2 separate regions of the Triticum aestivum genome follow, and region 2 is linked to region 1. The links are chromatin contacts, called in public Hi-C maps. All regions are on one chromosome and are shown on one strand. Each heading gives the region's core, a stretch centred on a gene start, on an enhancer-like site or on the middle of the called end of the contact. The rest is flanking DNA. Distances are from core to core; before and after follow the strand shown.

Evidence for each region. A called contact is a pair of places that touch in the nucleus more often than the background predicts.
Region 2: a contact with region 1 is called in a Hi-C map of leaf, with 8 times the contacts expected there. The contact joins the promoter of LOC123148027 here to the promoter of LOC123148026 in region 1. A contact is called at or near these places in 1 of 5 Hi-C or Micro-C datasets (leaf) and 1 of 1 datasets of contacts at active chromatin or transcription factors (leaf).

Annotation. Positions count from the first base shown.
Region 1 is chr7A:539,582,927-539,590,091 of IWGSC CS RefSeq v2.1, forward strand. LOC123148026 (pathogen-associated molecular patterns-induced protein A70) reads left to right here and starts at 4,526. Exons shown (of 1, transcript XM_044567380.1): 1 at 4,526-5,621. The coding sequence starts at 4,612. The coding sequence ends at 5,346.
Region 2 is chr7A:539,895,709-539,903,404 of IWGSC CS RefSeq v2.1, forward strand. It overlaps LOC123148027 (transmembrane protein 258), which reads left to right and starts at 1,883. Exons shown (of 4, transcript XM_044567381.1): 1 at 1,883-2,071; 2 at 2,160-2,260; 3 at 4,140-4,218; 4 at 4,308-4,539. The coding sequence starts at 2,069. The coding sequence ends at 4,355. LOC123148028 reads left to right here and starts at 7,191. Exons shown (of 16, transcript XM_044567383.1): 1 at 7,191-7,261.

The DNA.
Region 1 (7,165 bases), core at 3,276-5,775:
GATGCAACTTCATCAAGAATGATGGTGGGCCTCTAGTTGCCTGTCGCAGTTGGTTCTCTCAAGTACTGAGGTCCAAACACCTTGATCACGGCAATAGCAAATCTTACCATGGCATCTCTGCATGTGCTCTTAGACATACAGAGGTATTCATTCCACGAATTAGTGGTCGTGCCATATGCAAGCATCTGCAATGCTGCCGTGCACTTATGGAACCAGAGAATACAATCCTTCCTATGACATCCTTCTTCCAGATGAAGTAGTCATCAAAAGACTGAAAAGCCATGGTAGAGGCGATCAAAGACATTTTTTTGCATCTGAAAGCGCCAATGAAAATTGTCAGGGAATAGGGCATCGGGGAAAAAGTAGTCGTCCAACAGTGTCAAATGGCCCATTGCCCTGTTCCCATTGAGAACTCGATGACCCTTGATCGATCTGTTGAAATTCAGAAAATGCTCTTCCACACGCTTCCCATCTGTAGGATCGCCTGCATCATCGTCATTTTATCCATGTAGTCCTCCTCGTCGGACGACTCAATGTAGTGCTCGTATATGTACTCCGTGTCATAATCCATCCCTTCAAAGAATGGACAAAAAAAGTACCATGGACATTTCAGCAAACACTTGCCCCCGTGTGGTGACTACCGTAGAGGCGGATGGTACGTACTTACCGGTGGATGGACATGAGGTGTGGTCCAGCGACAGAGGACAAGCAGTGTGGAGGCCAGGCATAGCAGTGGAGGTCGCAGAGTTCCGTGAAGTGCTTGGCGGGCGGGCGGGGTGGTGGAGCGGCGGCGGGGTGAGAGATAAAGCGGATGCGGAGAAACGTGAAAGGATGGAGACACGAGATCCTAGTAGGGTTGTTGAGTCCTACGTGGCTGGTGGTCCAGACTCCCACAAAGACCCCTGGTTCACTTCTAGTTGCGGGAAAACAGACGTCCGGACTGGTCCACGGACCGATGCAGGTCGCCTTGGATGCTAAATTGCATCCGGACAGCTTGATCCAGACGCTTGGGTTCGAGGGTCCGCTTTGGAGTGCCCTTAAGAGCATCTACAATCGACCACTGCTTCCTCCCTATATGTCCTTTACTTCATGTGGATAGCACGAACAAGACCCGATAGAAAAACACCATCAAACCGGACTCACCAAACCTAGACCAATTCGAGCTATCCAGCACCCCTCATATCCGTCTCATATCTGGGGCAAATACGAGAACGCCCAGACACATTTACCACGCTGGACCTGAAAGGTCGGTCCTACTCCAAATCCCTTCAAATTGGTTAATTCCTCCAAATCGATCGCCCTCCTCCGCGTCCGTCCTCCCTTTCCCGCTTGTGAGTCGTCGCCCTCTCCACTCTCAATCATTAATAGGCAGAGACCACTTCATGTGCTCCATGTGGGATCAAAACTCTTGCTTTGAGAATGCTAGAACTAAACCCTATGCATTTGCCAGACATCAAGCTTTTTCCGGTGCTCTTGCCAAGAGCTAAGCGCATTTTGGTCTTTGTTTAAAGTTTTGGTGTGTACTAAGTTATTTTGCAGGTGCTAAGCAACCATTGCCGAGTTTGATTTTTTTATCAAATCGCTGCATTAAATATCTAGGGGCTGCCTATTAAATATATATTCACATGTGTAGGTCCGAGACCCAAGGTGAAACTTAAGGAATTAATCTGAGTTTACTCGGGATGCTGCAGAATAAGCAATTCATAGGTGACAGTATAGAGGATTCGTATCAACTCACGCAACTTTTTGATGAAATATGCGGGACATTTAAACTAAATGATTTTGCTTATGATGTAATGAAATTAAAACTATGTGGTCAGGTATTGGCCGCCAAAGCGAAAACATGGTTTTAATCCTGCAAAAACCTTTGACACATAGGAAACAAATCTGGTGCGTTCTTTGGTCATTTTTGTCAAGTGAAAAAGTGTTAACACAAAATTTGTACCCTTTTTGCGTCCCTCCAAGCGCCGAAAGAACACTTACTGAGTCATCATCTACATGTGGTGCCATTCGACAACCGATGCATCTTGGAACCGAAACTTTCTAAAGAAAGAACAATAATGTATAAGATATTTTCATCTATATTTTGTACACCTCTCATCAAGGAAATGAACAATGAACAAAGCCATACATAATCACAAAATCTAGTATTTTCGTGATGTTGCTTTTGTTAATCTTAAGGATGTTGTTGTTTGTGTTTATCTTAGGAGTATAGCATTTTCTTGATTTTTATCTCTTCTTGGGACGATAACAAGCCTGACATACCTGAGCACTATTGGCTTTTTAGAATCTTACTATTGGCTTTTCGTTGTAATTTTCTGAGTTGCTTATTTTCCTATGATGGACTTTGTAGATAGTGGTGGTTTCGTGGATGCATGAGGTTACCTTTTTACATACAAGTGTTTTTTCGTCACAAAGATGGTCGATATAAAGCCTATTGAAACCACATTTTTCTATTATACACCCGTGTTAAGCACACTCATGAAATTTCCTTTTTATATTTACGAATATTCTTGTCATACCACTATCAAGTAAGCGGTGAGTTGAAGGCGACCTTGGTTTCATAGTATGCACGTGTAGCATCACCCTAAGGAGTGGGTTTCTCTGTATGACCCTTTTTTGAATAGGGTCCTTACCTTCCGCATTACCCAAGTAATAAGATAGATTTAACGACTAAGTTTGTCACAACTTTCACTTTCCTCCATCCCATGACAATGTGTATAGTGTTTTCCTTACAAACTTGAAATAGTATATCAATAATGCTACATGAATCAGCAAAATCCTCTAAGAAGCATCTCTAATATCCAAAGTTATGTCGCATTTTGCGTTTGTATCCACGTCCAAAGAACACTTGCTAGATCAGCAAGCACATGTCGCGACTTCCTAAAGAGCGCTTTCCACGGGGAAATTATCTTTAAATAAAGTCCCCACCTTCCGCATGTTTCTTACACACTTGTGTATGATATGTTATCCATGATGAAAGTGTGCCGTAGATTTTAGTTTCATCAGTTAAAACAATGATAACCTATATACACCAGTGACACAATTCCGTGCATAAAATCCCTGTCGAAGTATCTCTAGCATCAACTAAAAATAGTATCTCTAACATTCAAATTCTAACCTTTTCTGTGTCCCCGAAACACGAAAAGACACAAAATGGACCTGCTCCCAAGTGTGGTGCCATCTAACAAACGATGTATTGGAAACTAAACTTTCCAACGGAAGGATAATACTACATCCAATTTATTAGCCCCTTTGTAAATTTTGACCTTATATTTGATTATCAGAATATAAGTATATGCCAACAAAATTACATTTGTAGATTCATATTTGAAAGAAGTTTCCAAAGTTATTATCTTTGTTACATATAATTACTAGTAGAACGCCTGTGCGTTGCTACGGACAAACAAATGATTAAGACTGTCACCAAAATTGAAAATGATTTCTCCCTCGTATGCGTGCGCCTGGGCTTGTCGCGCACATCAAACGGGCACCGAGCTAGTTCCCCAAAATCCAACCGTCTCAATAGTTCAGGCTCCATATTATCTTTAACACGCAGTTCCACAAAATCCCCACTAATGACACATGTTTCCTTTTTCTGCCAGCCCCTCCCCTTCCTGCTCGTTTTTTCGCCATGACGGGCCACTTCGCGCTGGATCCCTCTCCTTTAAAACCGGATGACACCCATCTAAGCTTCGCCATGACGCCTCCCTCTTTCACACCGTACTTCCCCATGGACCGCGAAGTAGAAGTCCCCCGCCAACCGTCCTGCTCTCCGCCCAGATCCCCTCTTCCCATGTTCATGCCAATCCGCCGCCGCCAGACACCCCTCAGCCAAGAAGGCAGATCCATTGTCTCCTCAACCATTGCCATGTTGTAACATAGAGTTACATTACATCCCGTGCATTACCACGAAATAAAAAATGATGTCCATTGTTGGGCATGCAACTAACACGCTGCCGTGTCTATTATTAACTCTTAAAGCAACCAACCAATGCATTTACCCTTCTATCCTAACAAAAAAAATGTACGACTTGACAAAAGAAAATATGATCCGCTCACTCACGCAATTTGTTGCAAAGCCATCTCTGATGAAACATAATTTGCCACATTTTTCTAAAGTAGGGAAATTATATTTGTAGATTCATATTTGAAAGAAGTTTCCAAAGCTATTATCTTTGTTACATATAATTATATTTTGCTTGCAAACTTTGACGCAAAATACGGTGCGACTAATAAACCCGGACAAAGTATTAATCTAAAGTATTTGCATCTATTTTGTGCATAGTTCGTCAAGGAGCAAATAGACAATGAACAAAGCCATGCACAGTCACGGAGATAGAAATTGCAATGCTTATCATAGAACTCTTTTTCAGCCAAAAGAAATAATTTACATTTTCTTTAAAAACAAAAATCTGGCCTTCCTGTCCGCCTCTCCTCCCGCGCCCCATGTGCGGGAAACGCCCCCACCTCTTTCCTCCCAGCTTTAAATAACCAGCACCCCCACTCTCCTCCCTTCCCCACCACCGCTTCCCACTCGCACCTCCTCCGCCCCCCTCCCCTCCCCCAAAACGCCAAAACCCAAACCCCACCCGGCGAGGAAGCGGCGCAATGCTGGAGGCGGCGATCCCCGCGCTGTGGAGCACCGTCCACGGCTGGTTCACCCCGTGGGTGCTCTTCCTCGTGCTCAACATCGTCATCGGCACCATCGCCGTCACCTCCAAGGCCTCGCCCCCGGCGGGGGGCGGGGAAGGCGCCGCGGCCGCGGCCGGCGGCGAGAGGAGGAGCCTGTCCCGCGTGCCGTCAATGGCGCTCGACCGGCTCCGCTCGTTCAACATGTCCCGCTTCACCGCCCCCGCCCCGGAGGCCCCGGTGAGCGGGGTGCTGGATCTGGGGTCTGACGAGCAGCTGCCGCCGCTCGAGATGGAGCCGGAGGCTCAGGGCGAGCTGGAGCACGAGCACGTGCACATGGAAAGGAGCATGTCCGAGGCGGCGGCCGAGGCCGAGCTCCCGCGGCTGCCGGCGCGGCTCCGCAAGTCGGCAAGCGACAAGTCGGCGTTCGCACACTTCGTGGCCGAGGAGGACACCGAGGTGGTGGAGGCGCGCAGGCCGGCGACGACGAGGGACGGGGAGCGCCGCCGCCGCCCCCTGGCGGCGGAGCCGGAGGAGCCGGTGTCGGAGGAGGAGATCGAGGAGGCCGGCGGCGAGGTGGACGCGCGCGCGGACGACTTCATCAACAAGTTCCGCCACCAGCTGAAGCTGCAGCGCATCGACTCCTTCATGCGCTACCGGGATACGCTCCGCCGCAGCCAGCCGACGACGGCCGCGGCGGGCGCCGAGCAGTAGAGCGAGTCCGGAGAGACCAGACCCAGGGGGCTAGATGCAAGAATGAGAAGAGATTCGGGGAGGAGGAAGAAGAGGAGACGGTAGTTTCTTCCTTCCTTCATCCCCTTCCGTTTCGTTTTTTTCCTTTTTTCCCCTGCTTGGATGCTAGTAGTAGTAACATATTCTAGTTTTGGATAAAAAACTCCCTGCAATGTGGAACCATATCATCCTGCGGATTGCAACAGCTTGCGAAGGCGTTCGCGAAAGAAATTAGCAGTCAATCATCATCATCCGTATGTAAATCTCTTGCCCATTTCCCCACATTCTGGTTTGGCCAGATGAACTAGTAACCAATTTCAGCAGGGTTCTGACTATGAACGCACGCACGAACGATTGCGGTCATTAGTTGGTAGCAATGGCAATCATCCCTGGCACCGCGAAATCACCACCGAATTCCTCCGTGCCAGTCACCAACGAACTCTTGTGCAGGTGGCTGACACTATTTTTCAATGATTAATTATTATTGCTTACGCCATGCGTTGCTCGTCATCTAATCATGGCGGCGTCACGCAAAAGTTTATCTGAATATGCATTGTACTTGTACACTTACACGATCCCTCTGGAAGGTACGGCCAGGGTTAACACGCTAATCACACACACAGAGAGCATTACTGCTATCTCCGTCGTCAGTCGCCACCTGCGCCACACGTCTGGCTCAGCTAGCGGCAGGGAGTCACTCGGGGGGAGGTGTCCCCTGCAACGACCGGTCTACCTTACCCTACGCCGTCGTGTTCGGTCGCTTTCTCTTTATTTAACTCGGCGGCACAGTCTGGGGGTTTCACATGGCTGGCCTTCAGCCTCAGGTCGGCTTAATCTACTGTCCAGTGGTGACGCCCGCTGCCCGGTTACGTTTAGCTTAATGCGCTTCTGGTCGGCGCCTGATGCGGACTGCGGCGGTATCGTAATACGGTTAGGTCCCGGCGTTAATCTCGATTGTTGATTGGAATACGTGTGGCTGGGATGCTTCGGTTAGTGGCAGCCGGTCGTAGAGTGAACGAACGGGGCCCTGCCCCCACCACCCTCGGTGCGATGTCGACGGCGTCCAGATGCGTGCGTGCTGTCCTGCTGCTGCTGCTGCTGTTGCTCGGAACTATAGCAGCAACTCTGCTGGGGAACAGTACATCCTGCTTGTAGCCGGGCGCCTCGCTTCATATGAATCTCCGAAGTTCAAACCGCACGTTCCATCACGAAATACGTACAAAGATTCGCGCTTCGTTACATTGCACTGCTGTGGTTAGACTCTACGGCTGAGGCTGTTGGGAGCCTAGCTCAGTCCGGTCATCTCTGCTTTTGTTTCCCCACTTTGATTACTAGTCGCTTCCGCAAGTTCTTTTCAGACTTTTCTCGAGGGGCGATTTGATAATTTGCCATCCCTTACTTCCCCTTTCACAATTTGCCACCCATTGTCTTAATGACGGGCGGGCCCGGGCCCCATCTATCATTCTCGAGGGAGGGGGGGGGGGGGGGGGGCAAATTATGAAAGGGGAAGGTAAGGGGTGGCAAATTATCAAATTTGCCTTCCTCGAGTGGTAGCAACACGAATTAAACTAGAGTGGTCTTTAAACTACGTGTCCTGTCACAAGTGTGTGTTGGTACTTCTCTGCGGTTTCCCTACCTAGTGTAGTTTGTGGTGCACATGCGAGCTATGAACATCGGATACCCTGGGCCTGGGCGCAACAAAACCACCGAATGGGATGAAGGGTGGTGTCTTTTGATTAGCAGATACTAGTGCTTTCTGGCAAAAGGTTGTTAGCGGGCGCTGCTGAATGATTGGCTTGCG
Region 2 (7,696 bases), core at 633-3,132, 310 kb after region 1:
AAATAACCTATAACAGGCGCCTGAAGCGTTAAATAGGAAATGCCGACGACATTTAACCATATCAATTAATTTCATTGGACCACATGTCTGTCTCACACCTTCTTTATTCTTAGTTAAGTAAGCCGCACGGGCTGCTCCATCTATTGGTCTAATTCCTCCATTTTGAAAAATTCATCGTAACAAAGTCGTGGGCAAGGCTCTGACTCAACAATTTGCCTATTCTATCATTCCAGTAATCAAAAATTTCCATTATCGTTATTTGTTTTCACTAGCATACATAAAAAAAGTTCACCGCTACAAAATTAAGCATATCCCACTTCTCACTCAATTTTTAATTATGCTTTTCACTTTTTTATGGATCTTACTTCTCAATTGGGGGTTTTAGGGAATTTTAACTTGGTTTTTTGAATGAAAGAAAATCTTCACCTTGTTACTTTAAAAAAAATAGTTGTAATTTTAGTTATGCTCACATTCATTACAAGTGCCTTGTTCTAGATCTAATGTCCACAAAAATACAAAATAAATCCTACAACTAAGAATTACATTAATATATCTTAGATGCATCTTCTTCATGGTACCAATCTTTGCAAGATGAGGTACTCTCAATAATTTAATATAGATAATTCAATTAGACCGTTGTAATGACACTGCGAGTCCTTAACCCGCACGAACTTGATTACAAAGAAAGTTTTTTTAAAAGTCCATTGAGTTGTCCATCCAAATAGATGGGACAATGTGAGTGATGAGCATACTTGAGCCTAGAATGAGCCCCCTAGAAATTTAGGTCGTCAAACTACAAGATTGTCACCATAGTGTCGAATAAAAATTCCAACTCCACAAAGAATCAAACCAACAAAATCATTATACCACACTAACATGAGGACACAAACTTCTTTGGTTCCATGACACCACCAAGGTTTAGGTAATTTATTTGCAAAAGTACCACAACCACCACTAAATACCAACGAGGAACTCAAAGCTCTTGAGGATCTGAGCCCTCCCTCTTAGCATTAAGATGACAGCCGAAGATAAGGGCACCAAAGTATCTTTGGCACTGGCTGCTCCTCAAACCCTAACTCTCATATACTTCTATTTTTTCCATGCAGGCTTGTGTTTTTTGAGTGAAAATTTTCCATGTCGATAATAACTGAGCTGTGGCAAATAAGGTAGTGGCTGCTCCTCAAACCCTAACTATCGTACACTTCTTTTATTTTTTGGCACAAGTTTATTTTGATAACAAAATTACACAGGTAAGCACTGAGCCTCGAGTCCTCCTGTTTGATGCCTTGCACCAGTTAGCGTGTTGGCACTCGCACGCTCTAACACATGGGCTAGCCCAAAACAAGCGAGTGCTCCCTCCTTCCTTCGGTTGGTTGACTGGTCGACTTGGTCGACCGTTGACCATTGACAGTTGAGAAAATATGAATACGAAGAAGTATACATGTAAAAAAATCCTGAGTTTGATTTTCTTAAATGAACAAAGTTCTTGAAATTAACAAAGGTTCACATTTTTTTAAATCACGAATTCAAAAAAATCTTGAATTCAAGAAAAGTTTGTGAATTTGAAAAACATATGCAAATATAGGAAAGAAACTGAAAAATAAAATAGAAAAATAAAGAAAAAACAAACAAAAAACGTCCAAAGAAACCCAATGAAAACCGTTCCTAGAAAAACCAGGGGAACCTTCCAGGAGATCCCAAAACTGGTGAAAAAATGCCATATGGGCCGGCCCACTATGCAAGCGAATCGGGAGTGGCATGGGCGCTGTGTACCGTTAAGGCCTAAACCAGCGCTATAGGCCGCTGAATAGAAATTGGGCTAAGCCGTGGAAAAGCGGGTCTTAAAATCCCATCCACAAATTCTTGGGGTCGGGGCCCAGTGCATCTCGTAGGCCATTTTCTGCAACCGGAACTGACGGCCCAAGAAAATCCTTACGCCTCCACAATTCCAAGCCTTCTCCTACTCTCTGTCCTCTGCCCACCAGACCACAACAGTTCGTCGCGGCGGAGACGAGACGACCAGCCGGCAGGCGACGACGAGGGGCAGCGTCAGCTCAGATCCGACGAGATGGTAAGCCCATAAACCCTACCCCTTCTGGTGATCTAGGCTCCCTAGGGTTTCGCGAGGTACTTAAGCGCCGGCGGTGATGTTCTCGCAGGCGGCCAAGGCGATCTCCAGCCCCGTGCCGGTGGAATGGTACCCGACGCTGGCCGTCGTCATGGTCTCCGTCGGCCTCATGCTCACCGCATCCTTCTTCATGTAAGTCATCCGCTCGATTCCGATCTCCCCAGCTCCTCACGCGATTCGTGCAGATCGATGGCCTGATCCGATCTGATGCGCCTAGTGGCTGCGTGTGTTTGGGACCTAGCGGAATTGGTCCATCCGCGGGTTGGGATAAGGGATCTGATGTGGTACTTTGTTGCGCTGTCAAATAATTAGCTCGAACAGTAGGTGGTAACATCCTCTTAGGGAGAAACCCAGGCACGATGAGTTTAGGCTGTGTCGTCTTTGGCTTATTTTCACTGCTCAGTAGCGTTTTGGGTCCTGCATGACAGAGGTGACGAATGGGCTTACCCTTGGTGGCTTCAGGTTGGATAGATGGGCCTAGGTTTGTTTGAAGTTCCGTGTGGACTAAGTTCAGTAACCCTTGCACCTATTTTTCTGCTTGTCAGGAAAAGGATTTGCTCGCATTGAACATTTGGTTTGGAGTTCCTGGATAGGTCAGATTATTATAATTGGGCTGCTAGAACAGAATAATTACGTATCACATGACCTGCTAGAACAGAACAATTACTTATCACATCACCTGCTTGAAAAGAACAATTGGGCTCACATTGAACACTTGTTTGGATTTCCTCGCATTGACCACTTTTACTTTCGATTTGTTTTTTCCCGTGGAATGCAATGATTCTTGTTCTTGTTGCTGCCTATTGATACAATTCGTGTTAGTATTACTTTATTATATTATCAGTCATACACTACCTAAATTAAAAGGCGATAATAGGACACTGTTGTGAATAAGAGCAATTAAATTCAATGAGCTTGTAGTGCATACCCAAACATGTGAAAGGTAGCAAAAACTTCTGATTGCATTTTCTCTTTAAAAATAAAAATAAAACACATCGAAGTTCACTTTTTATCAGTGTGTCTAACTCCAGAACAAAGATAAAACTTGGTTAGACCTTTTTATCAGTATGTTCAATTATGCAACTTAGAGTAATATGACCTAGCTGGCTAGTCGTCGTCCCTGCCAATTTGATGGTAACAGTTCAAGTTATGGTTATTTCCAGAAACTGCGATAAAAAAATCATTGGCCCTAAGGCTCTTAACCAACCAGTATGTATTGCACATTATTGCTATGCTTACCAAAACATAAGAAGCAGGGTCACCTATTACAGTTTTACAGGATTTGCATAGGATTGTGATCCTATGGAATCTTTCCCATAGGTGTTGTTTGATTTGTAGGAATGCAATCCTTAGGATCATTCTTTTGGAACTTTCCCCAGCTTTTGGAGAAATTCCTATGCTTCCATCAAACACACACCTCTGCCAATTCCTTTGTTTTGCAATTCCATGTGATTCAAATGGGCAGGGCATGTCAATCCTCCATTTTTCCTATCCTATGAATCAATGGAGCCCTTGGAATTCAGGGAAAAAATAGAAATAGGAAAAACATAAGAATTGGATGTCATGACCTGCTAAACCCTACTGGAATTAGCACAAAGGAAAAGAGAACTTTACTATGACGAATGGAACTGGTGTTTAAGAACTCATTCCCTATGAATTTTGATGGCCTCATTCTGTTAATATAAAGAACCTCACAGGTAATACCATATTAGGAAATATACCTAGAACTGAAATCCGAAAATCCTTCAGTCCAAAACTTAACTCAGTTCATGATGGGAATTTCAGCATGGTGATTAAATATCTATTTTGTTTGTGGTGCTGGTAGGCATAGTCTGGTTTTACTCGGGATATAGCTAATTAGGAAGTATACAAATGAAATCTGGAGGTAATGTCAAACTGATTACTTAACAGAGGTGTTAGCTCAAGCCTTAAATTATCAAAGTTGACCAAGTACTTCAGCACTTGCAATTCAAGCACACAAAAATCTAACCAGCAAATTTGTCCATTTCAGTTATGAAGCCACGACTTCAAGGCGGAACCGTAGTTTAGCAAAGGAGATTGTCACAGCGTCCATTGCTTCCGTCTTCCTGGTAAGCCCCTTGAAAGACTGTCGGTTGTTTCACAATTTTGATTAGGGTGGTTGATGCACATCTAAGTTATCTTTTCGATTGTTTCACAGGGCTTTGGATCTCTCTTCGTGCTCCTTGCAAGCGGTGTTTATGTCTGACAACCGGCCTCTCCATGTGTAGTTCTAGCTAGGATGCGTCACATGCCTGAAATTGTGCTGCTTCCTGGAGAATATGGAGTCCCACATGGACATGATTTTTATAATAGACGAGTGACATCAAAATTTAACCAATGTTGTTGAACCTTTTCTGGAATCTCAATCTTATTATCTGTCCACAACTTCATTTCCATTATTAGTTATGGGACATAAGCCGCAGCAATCCTTCAAATTTTTGTTTCATAATACGCAGTATGACCACATTTCTTTTCAATGGTTAGGATTTAGGAAGAAGGTATGCACTGAATATAGTACTTCAATTACCGTTTCCACAACATAACCTGGAGAAACCAGGATGAATTTGGGGCAAAATATGGAGACTGTGCAAGCATCAATATCTCTACCTCTATCTCTACTTCTCTATCTTTACTACTTAAAAAGAATGTAAGGTTCCCATTTCACCTTTATTCGCACCACTCCTTCGTCCAACCTTCCTTATATGATAATAAATCAACTTAATTACTTACCTTTTGAACCAGTTTCACTTTAATTTACTTACCAAACTTCGGATCAAAATCTAAGGTAATTCATGGGCAGAATTTGATGGTCATTTATTTACACAATCGCGTTATTATAGATAGGTAAATCACAAGCCGACGTACTAGAAGATTTATACCCCGTTGCAACGCACGGGCATTGTTCTAGTATATTTATAAGAAGGGAAGTACTGGTACAAAATGACAGGTATTTAGGAATAATGTAGGAAAGGAGATATAATCTTTTTTTCTTCAAGATGGCTTGTTTAATGGCAGCGACTTGTAGACGTCTAAGCACACAAGTATGTGTGGATGTAATATGACCGCATGCTGAGAGTCAAGATAAAGTGCCTCTTTGGATTGGAGTTTTGAAGGATTTCAATCCATATGAATTTCTCCTGTGAAAGCTCCATTCCTATGCCTCCTATGCCATACGAATCTCAACATGAGCTCAAACCTCCTTTCATTACGAAACTACTGGGTGGACGACAGTAGCCGCACGATGGAGTATTCAACCGTGCTGTTCACTTTTGCTCAATGCATAGATGGCTTGATGTGCTTCCTCGTGCGGAAGTCGCCCATAATCTGTCATGTGTGTAGTAGCACTGTTTTATTTTTCCTTTGAGAAGTCCAATGCACTCCACTCTTACCTCTCTCTTCTCGCTTATTCCTACAAAATTCCTGTGTTTGTTTCCTGTGCAACATCCATGGGCGTACCAACTCCTGTGTTTGTTTCCTCCCCCCTTGGTTGGAGTTCGTACCATCTCCAAAGCCTAGAGATCCTCTTCCAGGGGCGGCTTGATTTGTGCCAAATAAGGGCCTCTTTGATTCACAGGATTTTGGAAAAGTAGGAATAGAAAAAGTATAGGATTGCAGTGGCATGTCAACTTGAATCGTATAGGATTAGCAAAGAGTGTTTTATGCCATATGAAAAACAAAGGAATTGTAAAAAGAGGTTGGAGTGGATGTTAGATTTTCTATGAAATGTAGTACAAAAGATTCCATAGGATAAATTCCTATGGGATCCAATCCTATGAATCAAAGGGCCGACATAGGAAAAATTCCTAAGGATTTCAATCCTCCAAAAATCCTAAATAATTCCTTTGAATCAAAGGAGCCCTAAATTTCCCACCCAGATCTCACCTCCAACGGGCGGAATAAATTTTTGACTAGAGATCTCACCCACTAGGGATCGTGAAGCTGGTCACGGTCTTCTTCTCTGCATAGAATCAAAAATCCTACACTTACGGGTGAAAACTCACGGGAGGGGACGTACGGGATTAGGTGTTCGCCCACCAAATCTCCCTCCTCTCTCTGTTTTCAACCGTGGGCCTCCTGATTTCCAATCAGCAGATGCCATGTCAGTCTGTAGGTACTAATCCGTGACATTGAGTCCGTAAGTGTAGCATCTCTGGCATAGAATACGCATCAGAGCTATAAATATACATGGATGATTGATGTGCCTGGCGTACTGGTAAAAAAGTTGTGCTCGGGTTGATAGACGGTGGCTATAGCCTCTGCATGACTCGAATTCCCGGCGTTTCCCTCCTGAACCTCTAGAATAGGGAGCTCCAGCTTCTGTAGCGTGTAGTTCCGCCCTTCCGGGCGTCATGTCAAAGGTGCTGTTCGTTGGCGATGATGATTCCGTCGAAAGGTCGGCATCGAAACATGGCTCGATTGCATCTCTTATTATCTGAAATGAAATCGTCGGCCAAAAAGAAGGGATTACGGCAAGATGTCATGTACTGCCTTCTTCTGGGAATCTGGGTCTCTTGCCTTAAAAGAAACGAGCAAACCACTCCCAATGATCCCCTCTCCCTGCTTGCTTCAACGATGGCTCAATGGGGTTATGAGCAGTTAATAGCGCCACTAAAACTCAGCAAAAGTCCATCAGAGACTAGGCTTGACCACCCTAGGGAAAAATCTTGGCTCTGCCTCTTCTCTATGTGATTGGTCCCATATGCAGGCTTGCGGCTAATCCTCACCTTCCACGATTAACATTGCAAGTAAACCGCAACAGTTCTGTAGGTTCCACAATATGTTGCCCTAGTGTAGCACAGTGATAGCAAAAATAATAATCTAAACGAGTATTGTTTGACCTAGTGTAGCGCGCTCATCATTGTTTATATATGGGGGCTATTAGTTTACGCCCACGCCCACGGGCATCACGTGATCGTCCATCGAATAGGTTCCCTACCTGTTCTCTGCTCTGATCTCCAGGGACTGGTCTGCCCTCTCCGGTCAACCAGCAACCACTGTTAACCCCCCCCCCCCACCCCCCCCCCCCCACCCCCCCCCCCCCACCTCCCACACCCACACACACCCACACCCACACATTGTTGACATTTCTGGAAACATGCAGGGCTTCTCTAGGTTGGTTGTAATCTCTTCTCTACTTCACCGACATGCTCCTTAGCATAATGGGCAGTACTTATCGTTTATGCATGCTAGTTAATGTTCTCATTTGCATCCTTCAGAATTTGCCTCTTAGTTCCCTCGAAAAAAGAAGGAAAAGAGATGGCCAGATCCAAAAGTGGGTTGAGCCATATACTGTTATCAGTTCATCACCATTCACCATCTTTAGTTTTATAGATCATATCTTGAGTATGCTAACAAAAAACCGTGTCTTGAAATTTCCCTCGAAAAAAGAAGGAAAAAACATACCACGCCTTCAAATTTCCATCTGCATAGGCATGTTCATTCCAGATTCAGCTTGCATGGTCTCTTACTATCGGATTTGCAAGCTACATGTTCATTAGTCATCTGGGAAGTAGTTTCATATTCTAAGTCGACAAAGAGCACATAAAA